2 separate regions of the Sus scrofa genome follow, and region 2 is linked to region 1. A link is a contact called in public HiChIP or PLAC-seq data. All regions are on one chromosome and are shown on one strand. Each heading gives the region's core, a stretch centred on a gene start, on an enhancer-like site or on the middle of the called end of the contact. The rest is flanking DNA. Distances are from core to core; before and after follow the strand shown. Region 1 overlaps MYH10 (myosin-10). Region 2 has its middle 30 kb from the start of CCDC42.

What was found. HiChIP or PLAC-seq counts read pairs in DNA pulled down with a chosen protein or histone mark.
Region 2: an H3K27ac HiChIP or PLAC-seq map of skeletal muscle shows a contact between it and region 1, with 5 times the contacts expected there. The contact joins two enhancer-like sites. A contact is called at or near these places in 1 of 47 Hi-C or Micro-C datasets (embryonic fibroblasts) and 1 of 2 datasets of contacts at active chromatin or transcription factors (skeletal muscle).

What each region holds. Positions count from the first base shown.
Region 1 is chr12:53,722,190-53,728,986 of Sscrofa11.1, forward strand. It overlaps MYH10 (myosin-10), which reads right to left. Exons shown (of 44, transcript XM_021067863.1): 5 at 6,306-6,408; 6 at 5,719-5,748. Among named protein-coding and RNA genes, the nearest start is that of MYH10, 56 kb to the right of the region's middle. Within about 2 kb of position 2,447, at least 6 of the 83 cell types and tissues checked have an H3K27ac peak or open chromatin away from gene starts, as enhancers often do. A contact at or near this core is called in skeletal muscle, where this site is marked.
Region 2 is chr12:53,850,527-53,857,323 of Sscrofa11.1, forward strand. No RefSeq gene overlaps it. Among named protein-coding and RNA genes, the nearest start is that of CCDC42, 30 kb to the right of the region's middle. Within about 2 kb of position 3,050, at least 21 of the 83 cell types and tissues checked have an H3K27ac peak or open chromatin away from gene starts, as enhancers often do. A contact at or near this core is called in skeletal muscle, where this site is marked.

The DNA.
Region 1 (6,797 bases), core at 1,197-3,696:
AGAAAGGAATGAACACTGCTTGCTCATACGATTCTCTCTGCAAAAAAGGAGCAGGAGGAACCCCACATAAGATTCTTTAAATGGATGGCCAGTTACTGTCCGATGGGCTATACTGCCATCCGCTGCAAAATCAGGCACAAATCTCAAATCTATGCCATACACGCAGCCTCGGCGTCTACCCGAGATGGTTAGACGTCAGGCGGGTGGCAGGCTCTGGTGAAAGGGTGGGAATGTCCCTGAAGCACGTGACCCAGCGAAGCTGCTACGCTCTCACGCGTCTACTCCAGAGCATTTATCTGGTTGTCCGGGTTTTTCCACGTCTTCACTGCAGCCTGCAACTGAAACCAGTCGGGAACCTCAAGCCACGGGAATGGCATCATCCCACGTTCTCAGCTTTACACGCATGCTCCCCGCGCAGGGGGTCTTCCCGTTTATGGACTTCAAAACACCTGACAAGTTCTGATGAAAATCTTGCTCAAGGCTACATGCCATCAAAACGTCTCCAACACGGCATCCGGATCCAGGGCAGCAGCTGAGGGCATGATGAAGACCGCAGGAGGATGCTGGGCAGAACAGGGGCGCTTCTCCTGGCGGAGAGTGGTCACAGCCATCACGTCGTCTGTGGCTGACAACTCACAAAGCCCTGGGTGTCCGGCTCTGCGACCGCTGCTTGGGCTCTGGAAACCCTTAAGCCTCGGTCAGTCTGTGTGATCAGAGTGTAGACACTGTCAGGGGGACACTGACTTGGTGAGTAAGGGCACTGCCTTCCCATGACGTATCTGCAGTCAGATCACTGAGTCAGAGGACAGACTCCTCAAAGTTACACACTAAGCCCTGAAGATGATGATGGACGATATTTGTATCATGGCGACTTTAAAATGTTTCTCTAACTTGGAGGGAAAACAAGGATGAAACACCGTATTTTAATATTCCCTGGACACGGCTTCAGGGATTCTTTGGGTCAAATTTATCGTTCTTTTCTCCTTAGGGTGTGTGAGAGTGTGTATGTGTGTACGTGTGATCCACTGACCCCGATTCGATTTTTTTCTTCCATTGGCTTCAAGGCACTGGCTGTATGCCCTGCCCTGGGTCGGTTAATATCACATCAAAATGACGCTCCAGGAATGTCTGCTGGCTGGATGGGTAGCCAGAGGTCCTGGATATTCTACCAGCACTTGGGGATGATGCTGAGCCAGAGGGGCTGTGAGACTTGGGTTAAGCGTCCTCATGGCAACGGTGGTGGCTGCAGTCTTGGGTCCCTACTACTGGGGCCACTACGCTGACCGTGATGCGGTGGTACTTGTCTTCCAATGGATTTCTGACATCTCGGAGACCAAGCAAAGCTCTCAAAAACTCATACCTAGATCACAAAAAGCCTGACCCAAAGCGACTCTTATAAAACACACAAAAATGACCTTTAAGGATTTCCCATTGTGGCTCAGCAGTTAACAAATCTGACTAGCATCCCAAGGACATAGGTTTGATCCCTGGCTTTGCTCAATGGGTTAAGGATCTGACACTGCCGGGAGCTGCGGAGTAGGTCGCAGACACGGCTCGGATCTTGCATTGCTCTGGCTGTGGTGTAGGCTGCTACGGCTCTGATTTGACCCTTAGCCTGGGAATCCCCATATGCTGCGGGTGTGGCCCTAAAAAGCAAAAAAAAAAAAAAAAGATCTTTAAGAAATGTCTACTAAATTTGATCATTTTTGCACGGAATGATTTCACATTTAGATAAACAGTGCTAACAGCTCTCAACCAAATGATGAAACCATTTACAGGCCATCAGGGGGCAGTGACTATGTGCCAACCTTTCCACGAGAATTAGATGGCAATGCCCCGTTTCTATTCTACACGCTAAAAGAAATGTCACTTGGGAATGTGGGGGAGAAAACCGGCATCAGCTATTTAAATTATTTTTTTTTAAAGTTCTAGGCATTTAGAATTACATGATGCTTTTAAAGGCTTACCAGTCGTGATGAAAACTATGCCCTTGTGTTTATTACATCATGTATTATGCACACAGGCTATAAGATACAGGATGAGTTTGAAAATGGTAAAAAAAATATACACCTCTTTCAAAACTCCAGTTCAGCCAGCAGGGGCCTCAGGCTGGACTCAAGCTGGCCCTTGCAGGCCTGATGCGCAAAGCTGCAGGTGTCCCGCTGACCACGAGAGGGGAGTGGAAAGCTGGCGGCAGCAGTAACCAGTCACCATGCTGAGAACTGGACTCTGATCTCAACCGCAGGCTCAGATTTCTGCATTGCTACTTCCTCTCTGTCACCTCTCGTCTTAGCTCAAGACAGTTGAGTCCAGTTAACACCAAGTCAGCTGGAAGCTGACACCCAGATATGGATGACTCAGGAGTCGGTATGGGGTGGGGGGGCTGGCTTGAAGGAGTCACTCTTAGGGGACGGTCAAGTTTTAGAAATGAGCCATCTGTAAATCTGCTCTCAAGTCACAGAGCAGGTGTCCAGGCTTCGGATGTTCCTGAAGGTTATGCCAGCCAGCGAGGGCCTGTAACAGCCACCTGCCACGTGGGAACAGGGCCCTGAATGTGGACTTGCAGTTGGCTGGGCCATTACGGCAAAAGAGGCTTCATTTTGTTATAAAAAGTAAAGTTTATCAGTAAATGTTTATCCAATGTCTATTCTTAAATACTGTAACCTCAGCTTTGAACATCTCTCTTATGTTTGTTTACGTTTCCATAATGAAGATTAAGTTATAAAGCCAACATAAAAGGTTGATCACGTCACACTGCTAGGCTGGCCTTAATAAAAAGACAGTGATGAGGGCTGGCCAGCGAGTGGAGAAAGCGGCCTGCACCTGCATGGCTGGTGGGAGGGTAACACTGGGCAGGGCAGCCTCTTCGGCAAAGTCTGGCAGTTCCTCAACACGCTCAAAGAGTTGCCGCACCCAGCCATTGCACTCCCAGGCACACCCCCCACCAGGAGCAAGACAGATGGGTCTGCGTGGAAACGTGGACACCACAACGTTATTCGTAACGGCCCCCACGTGGAAACAATACAAATGGCCACCAATGGACGAGTGACGAAAACAGAATGTGACAAATTTAACATAACGGGTTATGATTTGGCCATAAAAAAGGCATGGAGCACTGACACAAGCTTCGACATGGATGAACTTGAAACATTATGCTACAGGAAAGACAGTCACACTTTACATGACTCCGGCCCCAAAAACTACCCAGACAGGCAAATCCAGAGACAGGAAGGAGTGACGTGATTTCCAAGGCCTGGGAGGACATGGAAGCTGCTTCCTAATAGGTTCAGGGTTTCTTTTTGGGGTGAGGAAAATGTCCTAAAATTGACTGTGGTCATTATTTCATGGTTCGCAAATACACTAAAACACCAGTGATGTGTCCACTTTAAAAGGGTGAGCCTTTGTAGGACATGAATTGAAACCTCAATAAAGTTGTCTTCAAAAAAGAGCAAAGAGAAAAATAAATGAAAAACAAAATCAGGAGCCTACAAATCTTTCTTTGTTTTTATAATTTACACTGCTGTCTAGTGATAAAATGCTAGCATTTTATACAAATGCTTCCTAGGAATCTGAGCAAGTTTTGTCTGTAAAGCTCAATGTAAATTCAGAAACCAGGAGTTCCAGTCGTGGCTTAGTGGTTACCGAACCCAACTAGGATCCATGAGGCTGTGGGTTCGATCCCTGGCCTCGCTCACTGGGTTAAGGATCCAGCGTTGCCGTGAGCTGTGGTGTAGGTCACAGATGTGACTCGGATCCTGGTTGCTGTGGCTGTGGTGTAGGCCAGCAGCTGTAGCTCTGATTCGACCCCTAGCCTAGGAACTTCCATATGCCACAGATACGGCCCTAAAAAAACAGTGAAAACAAACAAACGATTCAGAAACCAGTGAGATTAAACTGAAACACTGGCCTTGCAAAGCATAACCATTACTCTACGGCGGTTGTCCTCAAAATGGGGTGGGGAAGTTGGCCCAGGGGCACCCGGGAGGGGGGGGTGTGGGGAAAGAAGGAAGTTCTTGAAATGACCTTCCCCGCGGTGTGACCAGCCCCTACACTCAGGAGTGTCACACCGTCCTCCTGTGTGCTGGGGAAGAAAAGCGAAGTGAGAACCCGGGCTGGCGCCTATGAAACATGGCACGGCTGCCCCTCGACAAGGCACGTACTGAGAGCGACTTGGCAAAAGCAGCACCGAAGGCTCTGTGCAGAGCGAGAACATGCAGGACATGCAAGTCAGGGATGCCTGCGCAGCGCGGCCCAGAGAAGCTGCCGCCTCTCGGGGGGACCTTGCTTGCGGGGCTTGATTTGACCCAAAGTAAAACCTGGGGCGAGGCATGCTCCTCACATACAGCGGGGACCCGCCCTGCCGTTTGAGATGACATCGAAACAAAATGTTGATGACAATGACGTGTGTAAGCTAAGGGACACCTGGAAAGCGGAATCGGGACATTCACTGTGTAACCCTATTCTGCCAGCAATCGAAGTCCACGTGAGAAGGCCATTTAGCACGTACTCCAAGACACCAAGAAGAGCTGCTTGCTGGCCTAGAGGTTCCTCCTTTAACTGGCAAAGCAGCCTTTCAATATCCTCGAGGATAATGATGCTTTCATTAATCCTCCCAGGCCGTCGCTACCGCTGGTCTGGTCGGCAGCTAAAGGCAAAAAGCATCAGGGGCCCTCCGAGGGAGTACAGCTGTGGCATCTGAGAACGTCTTGAGAATTCTGAAAAAGCTGTCTGGGTGTCTCGGGAGCTGAAGCTTTCAGGTGCTCATGATCGTTTCTTTTTGTTAACCGATCATCGGCCTATCCTTTCCTGCTTCCTCCGAGCTTGGCGGCACTTTGCTCAGGGAAGACAGACGCGAACCGTTCCCACGCTAGGGAGAGGATGACGGCCCAGTGCCGAGGGCCCTCTCCCCAAGGCACCTGCCTGGGCGCGGCCCTCGCTCTCCGGGCGGCAGGAAATGCTCCGAGGAGCCAAGAGGTGGGCGTCCGATAATCAGGGAAAACAACACTTCTCTCCACTACTTGCCCTAGATAAAGAAAATTCTAAATTGACTTACCAAATACAATGAGGCTTTGGGGCTAAAACACCTATCAGGCCATACAATGTTAACAAATGGGAAATTTTAAAAAATGTGTTATTACTTTTTAAAAACAGGTGATTTATTTTATCGAATGAATTATCATTAGGTTTCTTGGGGGGGGTGCGGGGGCACCATATGTGGCAATTTGTTGTGAGATCTCAGTTCCCAGACCAAGGACTGAACCCAGGCTGTAGAGGTAAAAGTGCCAAGTGTTAATCACTAGGCCAGCAGGGGACTCCTGAGAAAAATTTTAAGTCGCAGCTTTTTAAGCTGGAGCCCCAAATTCAAAAATTTCAAGTGTGGCACAAAGTGGGGCTTCCATGCATTTAAGCAATATTAAAGTAACTGCAGCGGGTAGTTGACACAGAAAACCCTAAGTTTACGGGCTTCACAAACATATGGTTCAATGTCATGATGGAAAATGAGTATTAAAATTCCTCCAGAAAGCAGACGGAAAGCACAACGACATGCCGCTTCTCAGGAAAGACTAAGCCTCAAAGCAACACATTTTCAAATGAAATATGTTGTTCATAAGCGATTTCACGCAGAACTGACGGCGTGGGGTTCCAGCAGAGACTCGATCGAAAGACAGAAATTAGTGCAGACACTCAAGACTAAGAAGCAGAAAGAAAAGCACTTGCCTGGTGTTTCACTGGTTTAGGTGATTCCTGCTGCTCATCACAAACAGACAAATGCGAATGTTAGCAGGCCGGGTCTCGCCAAGGCCCCGAGTCAGAGAAAGCTGGTTAGAGGCGGGCATTCGCTCAAGGGGTGTGAACTGCTCCCCCTACATCTCCGCACACTAAGGTGACGGGCTGCTGGCATCCGCTCTCCCCAAACTTCGACCCTCCCCTCGGGCTGCTGTGGGCGCCAGCAGGCTGCCCTCTAGGTTCAGAAAGAACCGCTGACAAGATCTTCTTTGGGTGGAAAATAAGTCTTCGTAAGCACTGTGCACGACTTTACAAAAATTCGCACCTACACCTTTCCAAGAAACATATGATTGGCACTTCGGCGAGTGACAACCGTAATTCCGGTTTGCCCTGCTGGAAGTCACTAGCCATTTCCTGATGTCCTAGCTCCCTCCTTGCTGGGGGGGGGGGTGGCGGGGACAAGGGAGCTGCCAATCACAGCGGCACACTCAGTACACTTGTGTCCTTGTTCTTGTCTCTTAAGTGACAAAAGAATGCATCTGAGGGTTAAAAAAAAAAAAAGCAGAACAAAAACTTACAGGAATATTATGGTCCTTTCGTCCTTTGTGTGAAGAAGCGACATGAGCAAGGTACTGAATCACTTTCTTAGTGTTTTCTGTCTTCCCGGCACCCGATTCACCCCTGGAAGACATATTAACATAGGCTGCTTTTAAGAAAGAATCGCACGTTCTAAAAGGGTCATTGACAAAAAATTAAACTGACTTGGAACAAGAATTAGTACAAAGTAAAAAGAGACTAAGTAGGGGTTAAACAACAACAACAAAAAAACCTATCACGGGTAGTTAGAAAATTATTATTATTATTTTGGGGGCCGCGCCCACAGCGTGTGGATGTTCCCAGGCCAGGGACAGAACCCTCGTCAGAGCAGCAGTCTTAGCCGCTGAAGTGACAATGCCAGATTCTTAACCCACTGTGCCACAAGGGAACTCAGAAAATTGTTACTTTTAAATGGTATAAATTAACCGCCATTTTTTGGGCAGATGCCAGTACGAGGACAGAGGAGGCTGTTT
Region 2 (6,797 bases), core at 1,800-4,299, 130 kb after region 1:
TCCTTGTGTTAAAAACAAGACAACAGGCCCCAAATGGAGTTGCTTATGCCCCACGTCACCAACCTGAGACTTAAATACAATTAATTACAGGCTCTCCCAGACATGAAAGCTTAAGCCAGCCCATCAGGAATTGCCCGATCAGTCTTAAATTAATTAAGGGTAACCAGCCTGATAGACCTCCACCAGTCTCTAAAGGAAAGTGGCCTTGCAATAACCCACCTGCTTTTTTTTTTTTCCCTCTCTTTAGCGTCGAACCTGGAGCATATGGAAGTTCCCTGGCTAGGAGTCCAATTAGAGCTGCAGCTGCCAGCCTATGTCACAGCCGTAGCAACGTGGGATCCAAGCCACGTCTGTGACCTAGGCCACAGCTGGAGGCAACAGCATATCCTCAACCCACTGAGTGAGGCCAGGGACCAAACCCGCAGCCTCACGGATACCATGCCGGGTCCTTAACCCTCTAAGCCACAACAGCAACTCCCCCAACCTGCTTTTTTGCCATGTAAAACCAACCCACTTTGTTAGTGAGTATAATTTCCTTGTTCCTGCTCCTTTCTGCCTATAAAAGCCTTTCTTTCTTTCTTTTTTTTGTTTTTGTTTTTGGCCACGCCTGAGGCAGGTAGAAATTCCCAGGCCAGGGATGGCACCCATGCCAGAGCAGCAACCTGAGCCGTGGCAGTGACCATGCCAGATCCTTAAACCGCTGAGCCACCAGGGAACTCCAGAAAAGGGTGTCTTAAAGGGACATGTGAGTAGTGCCCCCGCTCCAGAGCCACACCAAGCCCTCCTCAACCAGGTCACACTCCTGTGGTACCTACGGTCACAGAACCATGTTCCTTTGCTTCAGAGAACTCACTTCTGTCGTCACTGCACCCTTGGGAGCTTTCTGTATGTACCTGGCCCGTATCTCCTGGAGAAGAGGGACCTCGAACTTGTTCACCATGTGTTCCCACGCACAGCAGCGTGTTCAGCACGTGCTCTTTAGAGAAAGGAGAGGATGAACGAGGGGCGAGAACTCTGGTGCTCAGAATCCCCTGGCAGCAGCCAGGCCACCTGGGGGCTGTCACTGACCACCTGAAATCAGTGATGCCAACCAGGGAACTGGGTGGTCCAGTCTGCATGGCACAACGGATTCTTCTAGAATGGGCATCTCTGAATTGCTCTAAGTCTTCGTGAGGAGCAGCAGAGATGTCTGAGTCCCCCTGCCCCCCATGAATTGTCCCCAGGAAGCAGCAAGGGCCCCTGTAGCTGAGGCTTTCATATACCCATAACATGTCTCCTTGCTGTCCCCAGAAAGCTGCCCTTTGGTCTTCCCAAGGTGCTTCAGCAGGGACAAAGGCAGCCACTCAGGTCCAGTAACGTGGGGTGGAAATATGGTCTCGTGTTAGGGACACGGCTGCAGATTCAGACCCCAGCTGGCCCAGCTGTGGGACTCTGGGCAAATCACTGAACCTCTCCCAGCCTCATCTGCTCACCAGTGACATGGAAATCACCCAAGGACAAAGATGAAGGCTGTCCTGAAGGGGAAGCCAAATGTCTGCAGGGGTGCTCTGAGTTCAAGGCTCTGAGAAGTCCTGCTGTAAAGGAACCCAGCCTTCCCCAAACTTCCTGGACAACGGATTGGCAAAAGGCCAAGGTCACATTGGATCCGTGCTCCACGGCGAGCAATTCGGGAAACACAGCCCTAGACAATTTAGCTTTTATCTCTAGAGCTCTGTGGATCGTCTGGACGATCACAGATGAGATCGGATGGCCTTGGCCTCTTGCAGAATCGTTCTGAGTCAAGGTGGGGTGGGGGATGTGCATGTCTCTGGATTTCAGCAAGGGATGCTAGAACTCTGGTCTATTTCAGGACCGTCGCTCTACAGGGATATCTGGGGGACACTGCGTGACACTCTTCTCTTTCATGCTAAAAGGACACTTTTCCCCTGGTAAAAATGGGTCATGGTCAGAGAGGCATGGCGTGTTTTTAGAGTAGGGGGGCGCCCTAAGGTTAGCGGCCCACTCATTCCGCTCTTCGTTTTGGAGACGGGCAAACAGGCTGGGCTGGACAGTCAAGTGACCAGCCCAAGGTCATAGTGAAGTGAGGGGCAGGGCCCAGAGCCGGGAACTCAGTGGGATGAAAGTTCCTTGGGCACAGGAAGGACCCCCCCGGGGGGGGGGAGTGGGGTCTTCCCCGGACTCTTGACTCCTTCTCCCAACATGGATTCATGGAAGGAGGTGAGAGGAAGGCTCATGGCCGAGGGTCAGAGGTTAACAGGCCTGAATCCAGATGGCCAGCAGCTGGGCCCAGGCACAGAGACGGCCTGCTTCCTCCCTTTCCTGGGGATGCTGGGGACGAGAAGGCAGGGAAGGAACTTGCCGTGGATGGAAAGGAGACCAAAGAATTTGGAGGGGGCCCAAGGGCCCCAGCTCTCAGAAAGGCAGGGGGAAACGTCTTCTCCTGCGCGAGAACGTTCTTTACAAAGACAGGGCCGAGACGTCGGGGAGACGGGTGGGCTCTGGCTGACATTTCTTGGCGGTGACCGACCATACCAAAGCATGTTTCTAAGACAACTCGAGACCCAAATAGGAACAACGTCCATGGTGATAAGAAGTGGCTGTCGCAGGCCGGGCCAAGGCAGACACGTTGAGCTCAAAGATCAGGCGTTTTGAGGCCAGGGCTAAATTTAGTGTCCAATTTTGGAGGAAGCCAAAATGAGCTCTCCCTGCATGAAGTGTGTCAGAGTAAATGATACTGATCCCAGGAGCAGCTAGCACGGAGGGGGTGGGGAGCTGCCTCGCAGCCGGAGATCAACCAGGCTCAGAAACACACAAAAAAATCTTGTGTCTTTTCAAACTAAGAGCTTTGCTCTTCCCTGCTGCTTTTTAAAAAATGTATTCCTCAGGAAGTCCCTCAAAGCAACTCAGCAACTTCAGCCTCCACTCACTCTCCACCTCTCTCCCCATCACTGGGCTCCTGGAAAGAGGGCGGGTCCCCCTCGAGGGCGGGGTTTTGTGGGTCCAAGGCATCTCCCCATTGGACAATCCGTGTGATTGACACCCACGCGCTGCCAATGCCCCACAGCGAAGTCACTGGAGCCCCAACTTCTCTGGTCCCCTCTGTGAACACGCCCCTTGTGCTCAAAGGGACGAGGCGGGGCAAAGACCTGGACTCCCAGGCCCCACCCTTCTCTTGTCCTTTGTCCAGTTTTTTTCGTCTGTAAAATGCCGAGATGCCTAGTTGGGGCAGATGCTCGCCTGTGGGGTTTCCTGCCTTCAGACCCAGTGCTCTGCTCCCAGGTGTGCTCTCCCGATCAGGCCTCCGTCACTCGCAGGAGACCTCACTCATCAGGCTGCCTCCCCTCATCCTGCACTCGCACGGCTGCCTCCGTCTCCCTAAAGCACAGTCCCCATCGAGTCACCTCTGCACGAGATGTTTCCATAGCTGCCCACTGACTCCAGAGTCATGTCCGAACAGTTCAGCCTCGTGTTCAAGGTCAGCCGCCATCTGGCCCCAGTCTACCTGTTTGGCTTCATTCTTTCTTTTTTTATTATTATTTTTAATGTTTTGTTCCCTACACCCACAGCATGTGGAACTTCCCAGGCCAGGGGTCGAACCCTCACCACAGCGGTAACCAGGCTGATACAATGCTAATGCCAGGTGCTTAACCCACTGTGCTACAAGAGAACTCTATTTTTTTTTAATTGCAGCATAGTTGATTTACAATGTTGTGTTCGTTTCAGATGTACAGCAAGTGATTCATATATACATATATTTCAGATTATTTTCTCTTACAGGTTAGTACAAAATATTGAGCAGCGTTCCCTGTGCTACACAGTAGGTCCTTGTGGGTTGTCTATTTTATATGGAGTAGTGTGTATCTGTTAACCCTCAAACTCCTAATTTATCCCTCTCTAGCCCTTTCCCCTTTGGTAATTAGAAGTTTGTTTTCTCTGTCTGTGGGTCTATTTCTGTTCCATATGTAAGTTCATTTGCATCATTTTTTTAGATTCCGCATATGAGATATCATATGATATTTGTCTCTGGCTTACTTCACTTAGTGCAATCATCTCAAGGTCTCTCCATGGTGCAGCCAATGACATTATCTCATTCTTTTTTATGGCCGAGTCGTATTCCATTGTATCTTTATGGCTTCATTCTTGTCTACCTGCTTTATCCATCAAACAGAGCAATGATGCTCCAGGTTCTCCTGTCTCTGGACCCTCGCTCACATGCCTCCTTCTATCTAAAACGTCCCCCACACTCCTGCATGCCTGGCCTTTACCCTGCTGAGCCCCCACAGTCTAACTGTTAGCTGTACGACTGTGAGCAAGTTATTTACATCCTGTGTCGGCATGAGATGGTTTCCAAAGACAGCCTCAGCGATTCCTTCCATCCTGTGTGCCCTTTGTGATGTGACTTCGCCACGCCTCCCATGTCAGTTTCCCTTCCACACTTGAACTGGGGCTGGCTCTGTGACATTTATGGACCAACTGAATGGGGTGGGCATGAGGCAATGTCACTTGCAGCTTCTGCGTTTGCACTCTGGGAAGCTGACCGCTGTGTAAAGAAGTCCCGGCCACCCTGCTGGAGAGAGGGTCCCATAAGGGACAACAAGAGGGTCCCAGCTGACAGGCAGCCTGAAGCTCCAGTCATGGGACAAGTCCATCGGGATCTTCCAGGCACAGCCACAAGCCCGGCTAACACTGCAGAGCAGAGAGGAGCCAGCTGTGCCTCTGAGCCCTGCCTCGATTCCTGATCCCCTGGCTCCAGACGCAAGAAAAGGATGGCTGCTTTAAACCACTACGTTTGGGGGTGGATGTCCATGCAGCTGTAGATAAATGAAATGACCTCCTCACCTCCAAAACGGGGATATGAATGGTTTCCTGCCTCACAGAAGGGCTGGGAGGATTAAATCTATTAAATCTATGTAAAGCACTTAGAATAATGTCAGCACGTGGTAAGCAGTAAATGATAGCTCCCTGCAACCTGAAATGAATTACCTTGTCAATTTTTTCTTACTCGTCCCCAAGTCCCTCCCCTTCTACATACAGCAGGTACCCAGCAAACACAGATGAATGTCACCTATCCCCTCCTGCATAAGCCTTCCCCGATGGCCTTCCACCCAAGGGATCTTGCTGTCCCTCCCCTGAGCCCCACTGCACTTTATCAACGCCCCGCTCACACTGCAAACGTCATTCAGCCCCCAGCTCTGGGCGGCAGTCTCCCTTGCAGACTGTCAGCCCCTTGAAGGCAACGACTTCGCCCAGAACACAGGAGCAGAAAACGTGTGTGGAATGAATGAGTGAGGGCATGAAGAATGGGAGCTATGCCACCTGCCTTCCCAACCTCACTGTAATTCAAAGAGATGAATAAAGAAGGACTCGGGCCCCCTGTGCTTCCTCCAGAGGAGTGTGACAAGCTGTAATTCTGCTGCTTGTGTCTTCTGGTCCCATCTGGGTGACCTTTAACCTTTCTGGCAAGAGGGAAATCAAATCCAACATAGGGAGGCTTCCTCGTAGAGCCCTTTTTCCTGCCCTGAGAGCCAGCTGACCTTGCAGGTGGAGGAAGTACATACAGGGTGTGACGTCGCAGACCTGGGAAGGAACGGCTGACCCTCGACTCTGTTCCCATTGTTGACAGATGTTCCACCTTGAGATGGAAAATAGCCAGTTCTGAAGCCATCATTCAATCAGGTATCAGCTAGCTATCGCTAAGATTTGCATGGGACAAAGAGACCATAGAATAGGAAAGAATGCAGGATTCCGGCTGGCCTAAAGCTCTTTTGCTTTCTATAGAGATGGCTTGACTCATCTGAAAAGCCGGAGATGCAAGTATCAAACCGGGGGCAGAGCTTCCTGGAGGGGTGTAACGTACGCGAATCTAGACGTCTCAGGCCACGTGGCACCTCCTTTGAATTATGGGGTCATTGACACAGCATTGAAGGGCAGAGAAGAGGGTCTGTCATCTCAGAAGAATAGAGAAGGCGATGCCCCCCAAACAGTGAGACATGAATATTTTTTTTTTTTTTGTCTTTTTTTAGTTATTTCTTGGGCCGCTCCCGCGGCATATGGAGGTTCCCAGGCTAGGGGTCCAATCGGAGCTGTAGCCATTGGCCTACGCCAGAGCCACAGCAATTCGGGATCCGAGCCGCCTCTGCAACCTACACCACAGCTCACGGCAACGCTGGATCGTTAACCCACTGAGCAAGCGCAGGGACCGAACCCACGACCTCATGGTTCCTAGTCCCTAGTCGGATTCGTTAACCACTGCGCCACGACGGGAACTCTGAGACATGAGTATTATAGTTTCCTTGGTGAGTGAGCATCTTTCAAGATTTAAGTATAGAAATGTCAAGGGAATCCAAATCACGGTGTTAACTTTTTTATGTAAAAGAATCTGTGCCCATGTGATCTTTATCTGTTTATAGCTCAATAGCATTTGGCCTCGTTAGAGTACAGATCTTGAAATTCCAACTGAAAACCAGTAGGAATGCAACTGATTCCGATTTATAATGTTAAACTGAAAACACCTTGAATTATATATAGTAGGGGAACATTTACGAGAACTCGAAGTTCATATTTATAAATTTAATTTGTTGGAAGAATAATTTAAATGGAAATACTTGGAAAGGTTTTCTTAAGTCAGACCACTAAGGTACACAAAAAGAACCTGAACACAATAAGTGTTTAAACGCAGTTTTAAATGTTTAAGGGGGTTTAACTTTGTAATTAGCATCAAACTTTCTAAGTCTTTTAAAAAGTGACCTTGTGGGAGTTCCCTTGTGGGGAAGCAGGTTAAGGATCCTGAGGTGTCA